Regions from separate parts of the Triticum aestivum genome. Here region 2 is linked to region 1. The links are chromatin contacts, called in public Hi-C maps. All regions are on one chromosome and are shown on one strand. Each heading gives the region's core, a stretch centred on a gene start, on an enhancer-like site or on the middle of the called end of the contact. The rest is flanking DNA. Distances are from core to core; before and after follow the strand shown.

Region 1 (5,414 bases), core at 1,108-3,607:
TGATCTCACTAGGATGGTGAGGAATTTCTATTGGGGTGCGGAGAAGGGTAAGAGGAAGGTACATTGGAAGGGCTGGGATCATCTCATGCAACCGAAAAATAAGGGAGGTGTTGGCTTTCGGGATTTTCGTCTTTTTAACCAAGCCCTCCTAGCTCGTCAGGCTTGGAGGGCTTATTACTAGACCAGATAGCCTTTGTGCCCGGTTGCTCAAATCTAAATACTACCCTAATGGAAAGATCGAAGATATGGTGTTCACTGGGAACGCTTCGTCCTCATGGCAGGCTATTAGCCATGGCTTGGATCTATTGAAGAAAGGATTAATTTGGATAGTGGGCAATGGGAGAAGCATTAGGGTGTGGCGAGATAGTTGGATCCCACGTCCTTTCTCCTATAAACCTATATCTCTAGACAGGGATTATGCCGCATCCGGTATGTCTCGGACCTACTAAATGACAATGGGTCTTGGAAGATACAGACACTCAATCAGTATTTCGTCCAAGCAGATGTGGTGGAAATCTTAAAGATCAGAGCCTCCCCGAGGCGCGGAGAGGACGTGATTGCATGGGGTCCGGACAGGTCGGGTGTCTTCTCTGTGAAGAGTGCCTACCACTTGGCTTTCGATGAAACACGCAGGGCAAATGCTGCATCTTCTAGCTCGTCGCCATCGGGAGCGAGGAGTTGTTGGAAGTTCATATTGAATTGTGGAGCACCGCCGACTGTTTCAAACTTTGCATGGAGAGTTGCAACTGATGGATTGCCAACATGGAAGAATAAACATAAGATAGGGCTTGAAACTACCAGTATATGCGCAGTTTGTGGCCTTGAGACTGAGGACAATTTTCATCCGTTTTTAAGATGTCAATTCGGTCGGGATTTATATATGGAAATGGCAAAAGTCTGGAAACTCCCTAATCTACAATCGATAGCCAATTGTGGGAAGGAGTGGTTATTGCAAGTTTTAGCTCCAAGGATTGAGATGGAGAGATGTATGCTGCTAATGATTTTCTGGAGAAGCTGGTTCGTACGTAATGAAGTGGTGCACCACAAACCGGCCCCGCCAATGGACGTGTCTGTCAGATTCCTGCGGAGCTACTTGGAGTCACTAATGGCAATCAAACATGATAATGGTGCCGATCCTGTTAAAGGTAAATCTTATATCAACATGGACACGGGAGGGCAGCCGGTTATACAAGTGACCAAGTCGCTTGGCTGGACCAAACCGAGCCAAGGCTGGACTAAACTGAACACTGATGGTGCTTTTGGTTCGAACGAAGATGCTGGTGCGGGTATGATTTTGAGGGATTCTTCAGGGAAGATTATCTTCTCAGCTTGCAGAGCTTTGTATTCATGCAGGGATGCGTTGGAGGCTGAGCTATGTGCTTGTATGGAGGGTTTATCTTCTTCGATTCAACGCAAAGTACATGCGATCGAAATTGAGATGGATTCTTCGGTTGCGGTGTCCATGATCACATGTGGGAGCACGGATCGCTCAATATATTCTTCCTTAGTGAATGAGATTAGGTTTTTATTGAATCTACATCAAACTTGTATTACTCATGTCGATCGTTCGCAAAATAAAGCGAGCGACAAGTTAGCTGCTTTTGGTCGTATTAATAATAGGACTATGACTTGGTTAGGGTCAGGTCCTCCAGAAGTTTTGGAGATAGTTGCTGAAGATTGTAATGATACTTTGAATGAGTAATACAAGTGTTGAGCCCGCAAAAAAAAAGGTTTGGCATTCAAACTTCATTGGTCAGAAGGGCAACCAAAACCCCTAAAACAGGCAATCAAAATGACCTTGGCCGAGCGCTCAAGAACGGAGGAAATGTGCGCCTCAAATACGTGAGGACCTTGATAAGTGCCATACATAAGGTACAAGCATATGACAACTCCGAACGTTTTTGACGATAAGTTTAGTGACACGAGGATGACAACTTTAGTTGCCAAACATGACAACTTTCGTGCGTGAGCTTATTTTTAACAGAAACTTGCCATATGTCACTAGAAATTGTCATCTTTACGTGACTGAAATTGTCATAAAAAACATCAAAACCAAAATACCATGCATCTCACATGTGACACTCATCTCACATGTGACACTAAAATTGCCGTACGTCACTGGAAATTGTCGACCTCACGTGACTGAAATTATCATAAAAAACGTAGAACCAAAATGCCATGCATCTGGTGACACTTATCATTTAGGATGATTTTACTCTGATTGCAAAGGCCGCAGCCGTGACGGCTACGCGAGCCAAAGCCGGACGCCTCCCCGGCAACCACATGGACCGCACGGCGCCGCACCGCGCTCCGGACGTCCACCTGCCTACCAACCGCAGCCCGCGTCTCACTCGCCGCTATACCGCCTGCCACCATCACATCGCACCCACACCGACCCGGCACGCCCTTTTCCCCGTCAGACGCCAGCAAGCTGCTTGCTTTGCTTCGGTTAGCTCGCTGCGCGGCGCCGCTCTCGGCCCTCCCGCGGCCAGGCTGCTCGGATGGCGGGGCGGCCGGGGTACGTCACGCTGCCGATAATCTCGGTGCTCGCCGCGATCGGGTACGTCTACTACACCGCGGTGTTCCTCGCGATCCCCGCGTGGCTGGGGCTCGCCACGGCGGCCGGGGTCGCCAACGTCGCGGCCTACACCACGCTCGCGCTCGCCTGCGTCGCCGCCTACGGCCTCGTCGTCACGCGCGACCCGGGCCGCGTGCCGCCCGCCTTCGTGCCCGACGTCGAGGACGCCGAGACCCCCCTCCATGAGATCAAGCGCAAGGTATGACCGGCCGCCAGCCTCCCTCTTCCCGCACCGGCACCGCACCCAGATCCCGCTTCGAAGATGGGATCTCTCCGGTGGCCCCTGTCTTCCGGTTACCGAATTAGGCCTCAGACATTTGGGGTCTTGGATTTAGATGTGGTAGAACATTACCTGGAAGCAAGATTCAGTGAGCTGGTGATTCCGTCTGTGGGGTTTGGATCTTTGAAGCGGAAGGCTGCTTTGCCATTTTTAGCTCAATCAGTCAATCTTGGTAACATCTCAGTGGGAGGTGGACTGGTGGATGTCCAAGTCCAAGATGGGTCTGACGAGTGTCCTGCTCTGCATCCTTGCACACTGACACACTGTACTTAGTGACGGTTCCAGGATTTCAGGATGGAGTACTTTGCAACCTAAAACATAGAAGTCCACAAAAACGAACATGGAAGTACAAACTGTTTACACAATGTCATATAGTTTATAATATAAGAAAAAAATTAGTAATCAATAAAAACTATAATTTTGACATGACAAGCAAGATATGATGGCATGGTGTCACCACTCACCATCTTTAACTTGCACAAAGAATTTATAGTGGCCAAATGTAACACATCAGTTTTTATATCACTAAACCCCTGTTCTATTTTTAGCCTATCTATCACACAGTTTATTACTCCGTATAATATACTCTGTTCACGACATTTTGGTAGTTGAATTTAAACTCCCAAAATGTCATACATTAGTGAACAGAGGGTGTCTTCAGCTCCAACTATAGCTATGGAGAGAATTAGTATTAGCACCATTTTAGGAAACCTGCGTTGTTCCCAGCATGCCGACAAGGAAAAACACAGCATCCCGACAATGAACCGCCGACAATTTCTTGAAGGATGTCGGAAGGATATACAAATCCATTCATCATAAAGGGGAGCACAATACTAAAAGACAAAATAAAAGAATGAACATAGATTTTTGTTCCCTATTTTCAAGAGCAAAGGTGACGCAACTGATCAAAATCTGAACCAATGTCGCCATCTGCTGCAGTTGTTAGTTCTGCCTCCTACCAGTGGGTCAGCTTGGATTTTATTTATGATTATGTCATGACCGGCACCAGTACCGCCAACGATAAACCCTGAAGAACAAGTGGGTGTCGTTAGTGGCAGACGTCAACGATTTGCTGATGTTTGGGTCTCGTGTGACCTGTAGTGGCAAGCAAGGTAATGATGGCATGGTGTACCACTCACCATCCTTAACTTGCACAAATAATTCACACTCACTAAATGTAACACAGCAGTCATTATATCATTAAACCCCTGGTCTGTTTTTAGCTTATTTATCACAGAGTCTATTACGTATAGTGTAAGTCTCAGCTCTAACTATAGCTATGGAAAGAATTAGTGTTAGCAGTAGCACCATTTTAAGAAGCCTGTGCTGTCCGGCACCAAAAGGAAAAAACACAGCGTGCCGACAATGAACCGCTACCAATTTCTTGAAGGATGTCAGATGGATATAAAAGTTCATTCATCATAAAGGGGAACAACATACTAAAAAACAAAGTAAAAGAATAAACATAGATTTTTTTTTCCATTTTCAAGTGCAAAGGTGACGCAACTGATCAAAAACATGAACCAATGTCGCGACCAGCTGCCAGTTGTTAGTTGTGCCTCCTACCAATGGGTCAGCTTGGATTTTATTTATGCTTATGTCATGACCGGCACCAGTACCGCCAATGACAAACCCGAAGAACAAGTGGGTGTCGCTAGTGGCACAGGTTAACGATTTGCTGACGTTTGTGTTTCGTGTGACCTGTAGTGGTGTGTGTTATATCCGATTATTCAACAGGTGGATCTGAGTCGTAAGGGAAGGATATATAACTCCTTTTGTCTTTACTCTCAAGAAATGAAAAGAGAGATTTGTTTTTTTTTCTTAGGCTTGGTGAGCCAACGTAAAAACTCAGCCACTCTTATGGAGATGAAACCCAAAAGATTTTCGTTGGGGCATAACCCTCTCAGCGACGCGCCACATCGGAACCCGGGTGTGGTGGCAAATGGGCAAGGGACGGGCCAAGATCCGAGAGAGGAAGACGAGGGATATTGGCCAAGTCAAATGCATCAAGGACGGAGCAGACCAACCGTGAAGGACGAGGAGATTAAGCATAGATGGCGGGAGTAATTTGACAAGCTGTTCAATGGGGAGAATGAGAGTTCTACCATTGAACTGGACGACTCCTTTGATGAGACCAGCATGCGTTTTGTGCGGCGAGTCCAGGAGTCCGAGGTCAAGGAGGCTTTAAAAAGGATGAAAGGAGGCAATGTGATGGGCCCTGATTGTATCCCCATTTAGGTGTGGAAAGGCCTCGGGGACATAGCGATAGTATGGCTAACCAAGCTTTTCAACCTCATTTTTCGGGCAAACAAGATGCTAGAAGAATGGAGGAGTATATTAGTACCATTCTTCAAGAACAAGGGGGATGTTCACAGTTGTACTAATTACCGTGGAATTAAGCTGATGAGCCATACAATGAAGCCATGGAAGAGAGTCATTGAGCACCGCTTAAGAAGAATGACAAGCATGACCAAAAATCAGTTTGGTTTCATGCCTGGGAGGTCGACCATGGAAGCCATTTTCTTGGTATGACAACTTATGGAGAGATACAGGAAG
Region 2 (5,414 bases), core at 856-3,355, 460 kb before region 1:
GTCATCTGGCCTCACACTTCTTGTGGTAGATTCTCGATAAAATCCCTGTACTTGCGGTTGATTTCTAGTCTCCCCACCAATAGATTTAAACCAGTGTGGCTTGCTAGGGTGCCGCCCAAAATCAAGATCTTCATGTGGCAAGCCACCAGAGGCAAACTCCCGGCGCCCGACCAAATCTGGAAACGTAATGGTCGCAATGGCCCCGGCTCGGTCCATTGCGCTCTCTGCTTGGCTCTTGAGGACTCGAATCACATCTTTTTTGGGTGCGTCCTGGCAAGGTTGGCCTGGTGTTGTATTTGATCTTGGATGGCGGTCTCATGGGACCCTACCTCCTTTGTTAAGCTATGGCCGCTGGCTGCGGGCCTTGTGGGGCAGCACAGACGTATTTTCTGGGTGGGGTCCTCGGCGCTATGTTGGGCAATGTGGACTACTAGAAATAAATTCAATATTGAAAGTATTTTCCCTAACAGGCCGGCTGATTGCTTTTTCAAAATGATTATCTTCTTGCAGTAGTGGAAATCATTGACTAAGTATGCTGATCGGGCCGCACTGGAGTTGCTGATATCTAGGGTGCGATCTTCTGCTTCTTCTCTGGCCCAGCCTCATGGCGTCAACTGATGTTCGGATACTCGCCTGTTGCTCCTGACTTTTCTAGGCTTTGTAGGTTGTTGGCCTGCGTGCCACAGTTACCTGGCCTGCGTGCCACCAGTAATGCCTTTCGTACTCTCTGCCTTTCGTTGCTGAAACCTGTTGTTTGGTGTTGGGACTCTGCCTGATGACTTTATAAAGTCGGGCGTATGCCTTTTCTCTAAAGAAAAGTTATCCCTCCGGTCTAGATTAAAGAGGACCCGTGTAATTCGGGTTAAAAAAGTATGAGCCATATGCCCAAAAGTTATACCATTAGACCATGGGGTTTGCATTTGAAACATGTCTTCAATGGTATACATTCTATGGAACATAACTTATATTTCTCTGGTTAAATCGGTGGTCAAATTTTAACTCATGTTCCCATGATTTTTTTTCAATTGCACCGTAGATACTCCATGAAAAAGCTAGTACAACACCGGAAGTCCATAACAAATCAGCGACAATTAATATGGGTCAGAGAGAGTAACTTTTTTCAACTCAAAGGTATATAAACGCATTTTAGTGTGTTTGTTCACTCATTTCAACATACTGAAATATCTTAAAGTGAATGGAGTAGCTCATAACATCATGGTTAAATCGGCCGTTTAAATTTGACTGAAAATAGAGGAGGCCTACCGGTCCAGAGAATCCGACCGTGTGAGCTTCCACGAAAAGTTTTCCAATTACTCCGTAGATACTGTGCTAGTACTGCACGCGTTATTACTGCTGCAGTAAAACCTCAGCACTGGCGCGTACTCCGACTTAAAATGTCTCTGACCACCCAGCTGGCGCTCCGTGGTTCCAAAGATAGAAGACGACAGGTGCAAAGAACCCCGGCTGCCTCCCTGCGACAGTGACCCCCCGCGGCCTCCCTTCCGTCCGTCAGTCGTCACCACCACTCCACTCCACTCGGGACTGAGATCCAGTGCCTTTATCGAGTGAAGTCATGCTGCAACTTTACCCTTCTAATCTTCATTCAATCCATATCCTACGGTCCAGATCACACAAGGGGAAAGGCTCTCAACACTTAGCAGTTTTCAGCATAGTTTTTGTATAGATGATTACTCAACATTGACACTTATTGCTGTAGCATTCGGACATTATGCGCTGCAGCCTTTTAATATCAAGTTCTACTGGATTTAGTGTCAACTGCAATTGATTTATTCCACTTTGATTGCATATGCACTACTGTATAACCAAACCAAATTTTGTTTTATAGTCTGCTCATGAGTATCTGCAGTTCTTTATTTTTTGGATTTCAATCTGTTCAAATAAAACTGAGTTCAAGTGCCACTGCATCGTTGTTTGCAGCTTATTGATGTTTGCTGCTATCCTGAAAACTGCTAAGTGTTGAGAGCCTTTTCCCTTGTGTGATCTGGACCGTAGGATGTGGATTGGATGGAGATTACCAGGGTAAAGTTGCAGCATGACTTCACTTGATAAAGGCACTGGATCTCAGTCCCTCCACTCGCCACTGCGCGCTCGCGTCGCCACCCCATAAAATCCACCCCGAACCAAAACCCCACACCGGAATCCAACAACACAAGCATTCACATGCACGCGTAGGTCCCGGCCTTCGCCTGCTCCCATCCCAACCACCGCCATGCCTCCCCCGCTGCTCGTCTTCGTCCTGTTCGTCCTGCTTGCCGCGCCGTGGCCGTCCGAGGCGGGGGCGAGGCCGCAGCTTTTCGCGCTGCGGGCGCGCCAGATGCCGGCCAGGGCGCTGCCGCGGCAGCCCAGCAAGCTGCGGTTCCACCACAACGTCAGCCTCACCGTCTCGCTCGCCGTCGGCACGCCGCCGCAGAACGTCACCATGGTGCTCGACACCGGCAGCGAGCTGTCCTGGCTGCTCTGCGCGCCGGCGGGCGGCGCCAGGAACAAGTACAGCGCGACGTCCTTTCGGCCGAGGGCCTCGGCCACCTTCGCCGCCGTGCCCTGCGCCTCCGCGCAGTGCCGCTCCCGCGACCTGCCGTCTCCGCCGGCCTGCGACGGCGCGTCGAGCCGGTGCAGCGTGTCGCTCTCCTACGCGGACGGGTCCTCCTCCGACGGCGCGCTCGCGACGGACGTCTTCGCCGTCGGGGGCGGGCCGCCGCTGCGCGCGGCGTTCGGCTGCATGGCCTCCGCGTTCGACTCCTCCCCGGACGGGGTGGCGAGCGCCGGGCTGCTGGGCATGAACAGGGGCGCCCTCTCCTTCGTCTCGCAGGCCAGCACCCGGCGCTTCTCCTACTGCATCTCCGACCGCGACGACGCCGGCGTGCTGCTCCTGGGCCACAGCGACCTGCCCACCTTCCTGCCGCTCAACTACACGCCCCTGTACCAGCCGGCCCTGCCGCTCCCCTACTTCGACCGCGTCGCCTACTCCGTCCAGCTCCTGGGCATCCGCGTCGGCGCCAAGCACCTGCCCATCCCGGCGTCGGTGCTCGCGCCAGACCACACCGGAGCCGGGCAGACCATGGTGGACTCCGGCACGCAGTTCACCTTCCTGCTCGGCGACGCCTACTCGGCACTGAAAGCCGAGTTCACGCGACAGGCCAGGCCCCTCCTGCCCGCGCTCGACGACCCCAGCTTCGCGTTCCAGGAGGCGTTCGACACGTGCTTCCGCGTGCCCCAGGGGCGGACCCCGCCGGCGGCGAGGCTCCCGAGCGTGACGCTGCTGTTCAACGGCGCGGAGATGGCGGTGGCCGGGGACAGGCTGCTGTACAAGGTCCCCGGGGAGCGGCGCGGCGGCGACGGCGTGTGGTGCCTGACGTTCGGCAACGCGGACATGGTGCCCATCATGGCGTACGTGATCGGGCACCACCACCAGATGAACGTGTGGGTGGAGTACGACCTGGAGCGCGGCCGCGTCGGCCTGGCGCCCGTCCGCTGCGACGTGGCCAGCGAGCGCCTCGGCCTCCTGCTCTGACGAGATTTGGCGTTAACCATCCACGGTGTAAATTAGCAGTAGTACGTACGTGCCACCTTTCTCCGTTGTTAGACTGATCGAGCTGACAGGTTTGCATGTAAATATGGCAATGAACCTATCTATCTACCTGGAAGCTCCCTCTCTCTGCGCTTTTTTGACGTCCTTCGCAACCTGGATAAGTTCTGGTGCAGCATCAACATCGCCGTGTCGAGTCGCCTCGAATCGATGTGCTATATGCAACCTACGATTCATACAGGCATCAACCGCGCATGCTGGACTGGAGGTACAGACACGAAGCATCAGTGACGGCAGGTTGGGGTACCGTCTCGTCCCCTCCGAAAGGCACGTGACGGCGGTGCCACCTGGAGACGCTTTCGTCCGGGAAAACGGAATAGTGGCGAGCACCTTCGCAGTCATGGCGGAACAGAAGCGGAATGTTCAGGAGAGCTGCGATCGTGGGCTGCCTGCCGACACCGGTGATAAAGAAGCGGACCGACACGGGTTTGTCGCGACGATTACTAATACACCTACCGCAAGAAGGTTCCACTCGTATTAGATAGGTATATTTGTTTACGACTATAGTCAGTCGTCTCCTTTCTGCCTTGTTTGAATTTGATTTGACAAAATGCGCAAAGCTGCATCGAGCGTCGCAAAACAGGGTGCTTTGTGTCGCGCCATATGATAAGGATTCCGTTCTAGTACTACTGTAACATGGAAAAAGTATATGGACAGGCAGCAGTGAGGGGTAAGTTTAGAACATCGTGCCATGGAATGTGACCGCTGCTATGTCTGGCCTATGTCTATGGACAAAGGATGGCGTGTTGTATGAAATATGCGAGCAGTAAATTGTAAGTTTCGAACATTGAGATGCACTACGTACCCATTGGCAAAGGAGGAGATCGTTCAAATCGGACCAGGTAATGGCTAGGAGCCTGTGACTCGATCAGTGTAGGAGCAGTCATCTCTCGTTTAACTTTTTTTTTAAGTGAATTGCAAAAAACATCGACACTTCAGGCAAGGTTTGCAGGAACCACATATTTACGGAATTGTGCCAAAAAGCACTAATTTTTTTCATAATTTTTTGCAAAAAACACTAGTTGACGGCTTAGACCGTTTTGAGCATGATTATGATATGCGGGTCCCGCAAATGATGACGTGGCATAACGGTTCAGGATAGACACCGTTAGGTGAGGTTTTTCTAGATTTACAAAATAGACCCTGTAATTTTACAAAGACCCCCTTAATTAAAAATCAAAAAAGCAATCAGCTGCTAGATTTGTCTCACCGTTGACTCATGTCGCCTGGGCCGATGGAGCTCGAGCTCGAGCCACCCGAGCAGCTCACCTGGAGCATGGCCGCCGGCGCCTCTGCTCACGCCCACACGCGGCCGGCGCGGCTTCTCTTGCTCGTTCCCGTCCCTGCTGCTCGCGCACAGTGTCGCAGCACGCGCCCATGCGCGGCCGACGCGGCGGCGGCTGCTGCTCATTCCCGTCCCCGCTGCTACTCGCTCATGGCGTCGCGGCACGCGCCCAGACGCAGCCGGGGCGGCTGCTGCTGTTCGTTCCCATCCCGCCTGCTGCTTGTGGCCCGAGCTGGTGCTCTCGTCCACGCACGGCCGGCGCGCCGCTGCCCGTGCGCGACCGGCGTGGCTGCTGCTTGTGCCCGTCGCGGCCGGCGCCGCTGCTGCCCGCGCGCACCTCGGCCTCCACCACTCGGAGCTCCGAGCTGACCAGCAGCATGCCCGCATCCGCATGGCCGGGGCCGCCGCAGCTCGCGCCCGTCACGGCCGGCGCGCGCTGCTGCCCGTGCACATGTCGGCCTCCACCGCTCCGAGCTGACTCAACGGCCTCGGTCCGCACGCCGGCGCGCTCGTGCTTCGCCG

The links. A called contact is a pair of places that touch in the nucleus more often than the background predicts.
Region 2: a contact with region 1 is called in a Hi-C map of leaf, with 5 times the contacts expected there. The contact joins the promoter of LOC123079734 here to the promoter of LOC123079731 in region 1. A contact is called at or near these places in 3 of 5 Hi-C or Micro-C datasets (all in leaf).

Annotation. Positions count from the first base shown.
Region 1 is chr3D:467,072,656-467,078,069 of IWGSC CS RefSeq v2.1, reverse strand. LOC123079731 (probable protein S-acyltransferase 16) reads left to right here and starts at 2,357. Exons shown (of 7, transcript XM_044502526.1): 1 at 2,357-2,777. The coding sequence starts at 2,502.
Region 2 is chr3D:467,533,576-467,538,989 of IWGSC CS RefSeq v2.1, reverse strand. LOC123079734 (aspartic proteinase PCS1) reads left to right here and starts at 2,105. Exons shown (of 1, transcript XM_044502529.1): 1 at 2,105-3,665. The coding sequence starts at 2,231. The coding sequence ends at 3,532.